2 separate regions of the Mus musculus genome follow, and region 2 is linked to region 1. The links are chromatin contacts, called in public promoter capture Hi-C maps. All regions are on one chromosome and are shown on one strand. The core of a region is the stretch at or near the end of the contact, and the rest is flanking DNA. Distances in the headings are between cores, read along the strand shown. Region 1 holds the start of Slc44a5 (solute carrier family 44, member 5). Region 2 overlaps Slc44a5 (solute carrier family 44, member 5).

Evidence for each region. Promoter capture Hi-C pulls out the DNA fragments that hold promoters and counts their contacts.
Region 2: a contact with region 1 is called in a promoter capture Hi-C map of trophoblast stem cells, with 3 times the contacts expected there. The contact joins the enhancer-like site here to the promoter of Slc44a5 in region 1. A contact is called at or near these places in 6 of 39 promoter capture datasets (embryonic stem cells, hematopoietic stem and progenitor cells, hippocampal neurons and 3 more), 9 of 484 Hi-C or Micro-C datasets (the G1E-ER4 cell line, embryonic stem cells, extraembryonic ectoderm and 3 more) and 2 of 115 datasets of contacts at active chromatin or transcription factors (both in embryonic stem cells).

What each region holds. Positions count from the first base shown.
Region 1 is chr3:153,970,307-153,975,375 of GRCm38.p6, forward strand. It overlaps Slc44a5 (solute carrier family 44, member 5), which reads left to right and starts at 3,130. Exons shown (of 22, transcript NM_001081263.1): 1 at 3,130-3,492. The coding sequence starts at 3,459.
Region 2 is chr3:154,069,694-154,074,762 of GRCm38.p6, forward strand. All of the region lies in intron 1 of Slc44a5 (solute carrier family 44, member 5), which reads left to right. Among named protein-coding and RNA genes, the nearest start is that of Gm40185, 27 kb to the right of the region's middle. Within about 2 kb of position 3,113, at least 6 of the 459 cell types and tissues checked have an H3K27ac peak or open chromatin away from gene starts, as enhancers often do. A contact at or near this core is called in trophoblast stem cells, where this site is marked.

The sequences.
Region 1 (5,069 bases), core at 1,880-4,379:
TGATGTACTAGAAGCCACGAGCTGCCATCACATCTCCACCGACCTCTTTCCATCATCTAGAACTGAGGACAGGAATTACCATCTAAGCCACAGACTTGGGGGTCAGGATGGAATAAAACACAGAATGCAAAAGTTGCACGAGTTGAAGACATTGTTCTAATATAGACAGCAGGTATAATAGTGCCCAGGGATAAAGTGGGATGCTCTGGATAGACGTAGGATCTCCACAGAGACTAAATATTCACGTGCCTCGGGGATGTGAAGAATTGGAGAGAACTTTGTCTCTTGTTTGTTTGTGGGACAGGGTCTTGCTGTGGAGCCCAGGTACTTGCAGTCATCCCACTTTGTCCTCCTCAGTGCTGGGACTTAAGTACTACCAAGCCCAGTGGCAAGCAGTTTCCAGTTAAGCGAGAAACTGTGTTAGAAGAGATAATTCTGGATGGATTTCACTTGTGGAGGGAGCGGCACAGAGAAAGGAGCTATTTTGTTTATTAAAGTAAAATTGAGGACTCTGAGGTAAAGAGGGAAGGAGGGGGAATGGTCACTTTGCTGTCAGCCAACGCTACACAGTGTGACCTTGTCTCCAAAGCAAACAAGCCAAAACAATAAAACAACAACACAAACCCAACTGACTAAGCAACACACATGAGTGAGACTGGGATGTATCCCAAAGAAAGGATGACACAGCACATGCCTGGGTTAGATGATAGTAGTCAAACAGGCATCATATCCATGGTCAACTATGTGTTTTTAAAATAATGCTTATTTTTGGGAATTTTATATATAAGTTAGGGTGTGGGTGTCTGAGTTTTCCCATTCCATTTTGCAGTGCCCACTGATGTCATTTCTAAGGGTGTGTCTCGGCAACAGGCTGAGTGGACTTGCTAGAGAGAGAGTGAGGCCAAATAGGCAGGACATCAAACTTCCTTTCTCCACCACCTAGGCTGCCATTAGCAAGTGCTGCTCAGATTTAGGGTGAGGCTACCGACTTCAAGTAACCCGAATAAAATCCCTCACAGGCCTGCCCAGCAGCCTGGGTTTCAGTTGATTCCAGGTGTAATCAAACTAACAACCAGGACTAATTGGCCATCACAGTCCAATATTTGTTTTGTAGACAAGGTCTACTATGTAGTCCTGGCTGGCCTGGAGCTCACTAGGTGGACGTCTCTGCCTCTGCCCCTCTGCCCCTCTGCCCCTCTGCCCCTCTGCCCCTCTGCCCCTCTGCCTCTCTCTCTGCCTCTCTCTCTCTGCCTCTCTCTCTGCCCCTCTCTCTCTGCCTCTCTCTCTGCCTCTCTCTCTCTGACTCTCTCTGACTCTCTCTGACTCTCTGCCTCTCTCTCTGCCTCTCTCTCTGCCCCTCTGCCCCTCTGCCCCCTCTGCCTCTGCCTCTGCCCCTCTGCCCCTGACTCTGCCTCTCTGCCTCCCTCTGCCTCCCTCTGCCTCCCTCTGCCTCCCTCTGCCTCCCTCTGCCTCTGTGCCTCTGCCTTTCCTGCCTTTCCTGCCTCTCTTGCTTCTTGCGTCTTCGTGCCTCTGCCTCTCTGCCTCTCTGCCTCTTTGCCTCTCTGCCTCTCTGCCTCTCTGCCTCTCTGCCTCTCTGCCTCTCTGCCTCTCTGCCTCTCTGCCTCTCTGCCTCTCTGCCTCTCTGCCTCTCTGCCTCTCTGCCTCTCTGCCTCTCTGCCTCTCTGCCTCTCAGGCACTAGATGACAGGTCTGAGTCACATTGCTTGCTTGAAATATCTCAGACTCTTTGACATGACGTTTGACAGGACCAGAAAACAGAAAACCACCAGAGGAATTAAGTGACTCACCCAATCTTACAGAGGTATAATGACCCAAGTCTAGAACTTATCAGTGGTTTTTGACTCTGGTGTTTTTTTTTTTTTTTTTTTTTTTTTTTTTCTATTAAACTATACTAGATCTGGGATAACCTTCTGTCAATGGGTATTGAGTTGTAATCACCGATGTCTTAGTTAGGGTTTTACTGCTGTGGACAGACACCATGACCAAGGCAACTCTTATAAGGACAACATTTAATTGGGCTGGCTTACAGGTTCAGAGTTTCAGTCCATTATCATCAAGGTGGGATCAGGGCAGCATCTAGGCAGGCATGATGCAGGCAGAGCTGAGAGTTCTACATCTTTATCTGAAGACCACTTCCACAGTAACACACCCACTCCAACAAAGCCACACCTTCAAATAGTGCCACTCCCTGAGTTGAGCATATACAAACCATCACAGCTGAATATTAGATAGATTGTATGGGAAGCTGTACTTAGGAACAAGAAAAGAAAAATGTGAATTGGAAGTGCTTTGGACTATTAAACCACCTCTACAGTGTAGATTTAAACTCATGGCCATCCTCGTGCCTCTGTCTCCCGAATGCTTGGATCCCAGACACTAGTCCCGCATCTGCCACTCTTTTAAAGCCCTGACTCCTTTATATTTTCAGATTAGCCCTAAACTTTAGCTTTTCCTGTTGCCTGGGGGCAGTAGCAGGATATACCAACCTGCCCCTCGTTAGCACCCAGGAGGGGACAGTTCCAGGGAACTTGAAACTTTGCCAGTAGGCCTCCTAACCAGAGCGAGAAAGAATGGGACCCCAGGGCCTAAGTTTCTGTAGGAGGTTAAGAAATCAGGGCACCAACTCTAACCCAGATAGGCAAACTTTATTTGCCTTTTCCTGGCAGCTCAAGAAGCGATGCTGAACTCTCAAAATGAAGAGCCTTGGGACCCGAGCAAGGTCACCTGCCAGGGTCTGGTGACAGGCCATTTGTGGGAATTCACTTCTCTTTCCCTGCAGGTCCTCCAGCTTAACATCTTCCCTCAGGAGGACCAGAAGTAGCTGACACTCCAGCGCATCGCCCAGGTGTGATTCAGGGTCTGCGGAGGAGGACTGCTCTTTTAGGTGATGGACAGATCCTGTCTCAGTCAGCTGGGGACCCCGGTGCCCTTGAGAAACAGGAATGCCAGACTGGGGTTCAGTCCAACAGCCCCCTTGAATCCTGCTGACTGGAATGTCCCTGCCGTCCTCAGCCGCTACCAACTGTCGCTGGACGAGGGTGCCGTGCCAGGGCTGGCGGCGCCCGTGGGACGGAGGGCTCGGCGAGTGGGGAGGGGGACGCGTGGGGAGGGCGGGCGCGCGATCGAGGGAGGTGGGCGCTGGGTTGGCGCTCCGGGGACCCGGCGCTGCGCCTCCAGTAGAGGCGCCGCACAGCAGAGGGGGCCGCCGTGGCCGCCGCAGAGCGTGCGGGGGCTCGGTCTGGCGGCGGGCAGCTGAGGGGCGACTGCGCCCGCGCAGCAGAGCCGAGTGGAGTGGAGCGCGCAACCTGACCGCCGCCGCCTGGCATATGCCATCACCGCCACAAAGAGCTCGCTGAGCTCAGGCGACGGAGCTCCCGGGGCTGCGCGGCACAGGAGGCTCTGCGCGGCGGACCCGGGGGGGAAGGGACCAGACTGAGGATGGCCCGGAAGAGAAAGCCCCCCAGCAGCCAGGGTGAGTCCTTCTCGTCTCCACCTCCATATCCACGTCTCCGCTGGCGGTATCGCAGCCTGGCTTGGCCAAGTGGCAGGTAGCAGCGGGCAAGAGTTTGCCTTCTGCAGGGGATGGGTTGGGGAGAGACTCTTCTGCACACGGTTGTCTCCCTCGGCCTCGGGGACTCTTGAGAAGGAGTTTGTCTCTGGTTTGGAACCTGGAGACTCTTGTCACCACACTCCCTTTCTACACTGCGGCTTGGGGATCGGGTATCTGTTGCATTTTGCCTGGCTCCTGAGGAGAAGTGACTTGGTTGCTAGAGTCAGTCTCTCTCCCTCTCCTGTTCCAACCTCTATCTCTCTATCTTCATCTCCTCTCATCTGTCTCTTTTCCTAAAGCCCTGATTCTTTCCCCTCCTTCATCTCCCGGGGCACGCGGGGAGGGGCGGCTGCGGGGGGGGGGGGGCAGGCAAGTTCTGCATCCATTTTCTTAATCTTCCCATCCCTGGTTGTCTGGCTGTCTCTCTCCCCACCCCAACCTATTGTCAAGGGCCTTGCTACTAGCCAGATCCTTGTGGGCTCTTGTCCAGACGGGCTTGGACTCCAACTGGGTCATCCCCCTGTTGCTTCTTTGGAAATACATTTGCCAAAAGTTGGAAAGTTGAGGGGTGGAAAGGATGCTGGAAGGTTGTGGGAAGAGCTTGTTGCTAGGGTAACTCGAGGCACCTCTGCTCACTTTGGGCGAAACCAGGGAAAACCTGCCTCCTGCTTGGCTCCCATCAGCCCTGGGGAACAGGTGCGCGGAGCGCAAACTCAGCGAGGTAGTGACTCGCTGCCAGATCCTTCCCTGGCTGCAGCACTGGGGACAGAGGGAAGGGGGTGACAAGGCACCAAGCAGCACGAGAAGGGCATGCATATACAGACAGGAACCCGAGGGTTGTTTCCAGGAAGAACGATCAATGTTTAAAGTTGGTTTGCAACGCAGTGGACCTCATAGCCTGTGGGACAGAGACTCCTTACACCCCTTGGGGTTATCCCTTGGGGTCATCCCGCGGTGAGAGCTAGGCCTAGGATGAAATGTGTTGCTTTGGACCACAGCAGTGCAAGGACCTTGGGTTTGCTTCTTGTTCTTTTCCCTAGTTTTTGCTGGGGATTCCAGTTTACTTAAGTGCTCTGCCTGGATGTCAGGATTTTGAATGGCTTACTGGAAAGGGTTAAAAATCATCATCCGACATTCTCCAGAGACGTTCCTACAAACACTGTGGGTATCTCATTGTTGAAACTGTCACCTGCTGACAGCAATTGTACTTAAATGACTTTCCTTAAAAGCACTGTGACTTCTGGTCAGCAGCGAGGCCTTAGACCTCATAACCCCGCCCCCATCCCCCACTGATGAGTCTTTCAAGGCCCTCTGTGAAGGCTGACAGAATTTATCCATGCAAGACACTTTTCTCTCCTTGCCACATAGCAAAGAATTCGTGTAACCTCCGATTGACAGGGTGCACACTCTACACTGTATGAAGCCATATGGCACCACCGAGCCAAACAGAAGGACTGTTTCAGCACTGCTGATGTTGCTCTCTGCTGGCAGGAAGGCAG
Region 2 (5,069 bases), core at 1,863-4,362, 99 kb after region 1:
CTGATTCTAAGAGCATTTTTATCGTAGCAATATTGTGTTCCCCACCCCTCCCCTGGGCTCTGATGTCAGAACCAAAGATCTCATGAAAGTCTGTGCCAAAGAGGTAGAAGTTTGAAATCAGCTCTAATTATGATGATTTGCGCTCTCTCCCTCCCTCCTGGTCTCCTGGTATGCTCTGGAATTGGACAAACCATTGAGCTTCTGGTGACCATACTACCTTAGTGGCCCCAAGCCATTGTGTTCCATGATGGAACCAGCCCTGCCAGCATTATGACAGCCATCCTCTGCCATTGGCATTAGTGCTCTTGAAATTCGTCCACATTTTGTACCAGAGAGTGACAACTGGTGTCTTAGTCAGGGTTTGTATTCCTGCACAAAACATCATGACCAAGAAGCAAGTTGGTGAGGAAAGGATTTATTCAGCTTACACTTCCACATTGCTGTTCATCACCAAAGGAAGTCAGGACTGGAACTCAAGCAGGTCAGGAAGCAGGAGCTGATGCAGAGGCCATGGAGGGATGTTACTTACTGGCTTGCTTCCCCTGGCTTGCTCAGCTTGCTTTCTTCTTGAACCCAGGGCCACCAGTCCAGGGATGGCACCACCCACAATGTGCCCTCCCACCCTTGATCACTATTGAGAAAATGCCTTACAGCTGGATCTTATGGAGGCATTTCCTCAAGGGAGGCTCCTTTCTCTGTGATAACTCTAGTTTGTGTCAAGTTGGCACACAAAACCAAGCCAGTACAGCTGGCTAGAGAGAATTAACTTTTAGAAATCCAAACTGATGCTTCGTTCTCTAAGTGACAAGTCTCTGCATCCATTCCTATCTCACAAAAGCTACCAAGGGGCTGGAAACTTCTCACTGAAAGATAAGGATATATTAGGAGAACAGTTACTTGTCTTGTTGCTCTGACAAGCTACCCTGAGCCAAGCAGTGTAAGGAAGAGAGAGGCTTGTTCTGACCCACAGCTGCAGAGTGCAAGCCATCCTGGGGTGGGGTTGGGTAACTTGTTGGCAGGAGGGGGAGGCAGCTGAGGACACTGCCTTCACGGTAGGGAAACAGAGGCAAATGGGAGTGGGGGGGTGGTGGAGGGGGAGGGTGGTGGAGGTGGGAGGGTGGGGGTGGGGACTAGCGCTCAGCTCACTCAGCTCACTTTCTCCTTTCTGTTTTGTTGGGCAGTGAGGTTGGGTCTTCCTACATCAATTAACTTGATTCAGAAAATAGGTCAGGATATGTGCAGAGATTTGTCTCCAAGGTGGCTGTGCACTCAGAAGCTGACAATCAATACTGGCCATGCTAGAGACGGTAATGCACACCATAGGGAGGAGATAAATAACGGCCTCAGCCACTATGAGCTTATTGTATAGAACCTTCCATGTTTTCAGATGTGTCAATAGGTGTTCCTAAAGTGAAATGCGTGTGTGTGTGTGTGTGTGTGTGTGTGTGTGTGTGAGAGAGAGAGAGAGAGAGAGAAAGAGAGAGAGAGAGAGAGAGAGAGAATAATAAAACAAAAGAGATTCTACTCCAGGTTATCTAGTTTATAAGCTAACAAATAACCAGATGTGGAAGGCCACACTTGAAATCACAGCGCTTAGGAGGTGGGGCTGCAGGGCCAGGAGGGTTAGGAATTCCAGGCTACATTCAGCTATGTAGAGTTTGAGGCCAGTCTAGGCGACTATGTTTCAAAACCTGACAAAACAGCAGACTATTTCTAGGTCTGGAGAGAGGGCTTGGTGGTTGAGTGCAAACTGTTCCTATGGAGGACTTGAGTTCAGCGTCCATGGTTCACATTGGGAAGGTCACAGATGCTAAAACTCCAGATTCACACGGATCCGATGCCTCTGGCGTCTAAGGATACTGAATAATGTGCACGCACTCCTGTGAAGACCCACATACACAGACTTAAAAACATATCTGTTCTTTAAAAGACCAATTTGTCTTACCTCTGAAAAAGAAAAACCTAAGGAATGTATCATGTGCTAGCTGGGGAGAGGAGAGCCAGCAGTGTGAGAGGAACAAGAAAAGGAGGTGGAGGTGGGATGTAAAATAGATGAACATCCTGTGAAGGTCTTACAGCTTCTCCTAGCCTTGTCTCTATTGTGTGCAGCTGAGATCTTGTGAAGATCTCACAGCTCCTCCTAGCCCTGTCTCCATTGTGTGCAGCTGAGATCCTGTGAAGGTCTCACAGCTCCTCCTAGCCCTGTCTCCATTGTGTGCAGCTGAGATCCTGTGAAGGTCTCACAGCTCCTCCTAGCCCTGTCTCCATTGTGTGCAGCTGAGATCCTGTGAAGGTCTCACAGCTCCTCCTAGCCCTGTCTCTATTGTGTGCAGCTGAGATCCTGTGAAGGTCTCACAGCTCCTCCTAGCCCTGTCTCCATTGTGTGCAGCTGAGATCCTGTGAAGGTCTCACAGCTCCTCCTAGCCCTGTCTCTATTGTGTGCAGCTGAGATCTTGTGAAGGTCTCACAGCTCCTCCTAGGCCTGTCTCCATTGTGTGCAGCTGAGATCATGTGAAGGTCTTACAGTCCTCCTAGCCCTGTCTCCATTGTGTGCAGCTGAGATCCTGTGAAGGTCTCACAGCTCCTCCTAGCCCTGTCTCTATTGTGTGCAGCTGAGATCCTGTGAAGGTCTCACAGCTCCTCCTAGCCCTGTCTCCATTGTGTGCAGCTGAGATCCTGTGAATGTCTCACAGCTCCTCCTAGCCCTGTCTCCATTGTGTGCAGCTGAGATCCTGTGAAGGTCTCACAGCTCCTCCTAGCCCTGTCTCCATTGTGTGCAGCTGAGATCGTGTGAAGGTCTTACAGTCCTCCTAGCCTTGTCTTCATTGTGTGCAGCTGAGATGTTATGAGAAAAAAAAATAAATTAGTTTTCAGAGAGCTATCCTGAGCCACAGTCTGACATTTTGTTTATGGATTCGGATGAAACCGGAAAGAGCTTGTAACAAAATACTGTTTACAGATAACATGAACAATATTTTGAACCACTTTATTGAGATGTAATTTATGTTTCATAAAATTCCCCCATTTAAACTACACAGCTCAGTGCTTTGCACTATGCCTGCACAGTTGGGAAGCCATCACCATAATCTAATTTTAGAACATTTTCATCACCCCAGCAATAAAACTCACTCGTAATCAATTGCTGTCCCCGTGACCCAACCCTCCATGAATGCTGGTATCTGTCTACAGATTTGCCTCTTCTGGGCAGCCATACAATATAATCCTTACAACATATTCTCTGTAGGAATGCATCCCTTGGTGATAACTTTCTGTCATTATACAAGTTACGGTTTTAGAATTTTTAACATGCATTTCTTTTTCTTTTTTTCTTTTTTTTTTTTTTGTTTTTCGAGACAGGGTTTCTCTGTGTAGCCCTGGCTGTCCTGGCACTCACTTTGTAGACCAGGCTGGCCTCGAACTCAGAAATCTGCCTGCCTCTGCCTCCCGAGTGCTGGGATTAAAGGTGTGCACCACCACGCCCGGCTTATGCATTTCATTTTTAAGGAAGAAAAAAATGATGGTTACTTCCATTTACTCCAAAGGAAACAGCCATGTGCTTGTGTGTGTGTCCATTACACTATTTACTAACCGGTTTTGCTACATTTATTGAGTACTTAGGATGCCGGGCACTAAGCACTGAAATTCAGACGGCATCAGCTTAAAGGGCAGTGTAGACAAAAGTAAGGACCACTAACATGAGCATCACACAAGTCCTGCATGCGCTGCTTGTAGCAGGCAGTGGGAAAAAAATGCATCTCTAAAGCTTTCTTTAATATTTGCCAAAGTGGTTTCTTTGAAATATTTAGGGGAATATGACATGAAGTTGAGTATGTTTTCTTTGTCTTAAAACTACCATGTCTAGTTTCCCATTTCTTTGTTCTTTGAGAAAGCTATTTTTCATGGCCCCAAAGCTTTCCAGTAGATAAATATAATAAACTTATCAGAAATTTGAACATTTCCTTAGAGTTTAAATTGGTCACAAATAACACTGCTCCTAGAGTTTAAAATGGCAAGAAAAAAAAACTTACTTGTGAAAGTATATGAATTTTGTGACCAAGACCTGTGAATAAACTTTTAAGGCATACATAGCTTCAAGATGGATGTGGCATTTGCACCATTTGATGGTAAAGGCAGTCTCACTCCTTCCATAGCATCTGTCCCAGTGCAGCTGTGTTCAGACACTTGGGAAATCCGTAGCAGGGATGCCCCATATGGCCCTGGTTTGCTCTTCTGGAATCCAACTAACAACCTTGAGATAATTAGTTTCAAAAGATACTATTTATTTACTTATTTATGTGTATGTGTACATGTGAATATATGGTATGTGCACATTTGAGTGAAGGCACATGTGTCTATATGCATGTACAGGAGGCACATGTGTCTGCATGCATGTATGCATGTGCCGAAGAGCACATGTGTCTGTATGCATGAGCAGAAGGGCACATGTGTCTGCATGTATGTGCAGAAGGGCACATGTGTCTGCATGTATGTATGCATGTGCCGAAGAGCACATGTGTCTGTATGCATGAGCAGAAGGGCACATGTGTCTGCATGTATGTGCAGAAGGGCACATGTGTCTGCATGTATGTATGCATGTGCAGAAGAGCACATGTGTCTATATGCATGTACAGGAGGCACATGTGTCTGCATGCATGTATGCATGTGCCGAAGAGCACATGTGTCTGTATGCATGAGCAGAAGGGCACATGTGTCTGCATGTATGTGCAGAAGGGCACATGTGTCTGCATGTATGTATGCATGTGCAGAAGAGCACATGTGTCTGTATGTATGTGCAGAAGGGCACATGTGTCTGCATGTATGTGCAGAAGGGCACATGTGTCTGCATGTATGTGCAGAAGGGCACACATGTCTGCATGCATGTGCAGAAGGGCACATGTGTCTGCATGCATGTGCAGAAGGGCATTGTGTCTGCATGTATGCACAGAAGGGCACAAGTGTCTGTATGCATGTGCAGAATCCAGAAGGCATCCAGTATGCTCCATTGTCACTCTCCCCATACTTTGCGGGAAGGTCTTTGCCTGAGCCTGGGGTTCACAGTTTCTCCACTA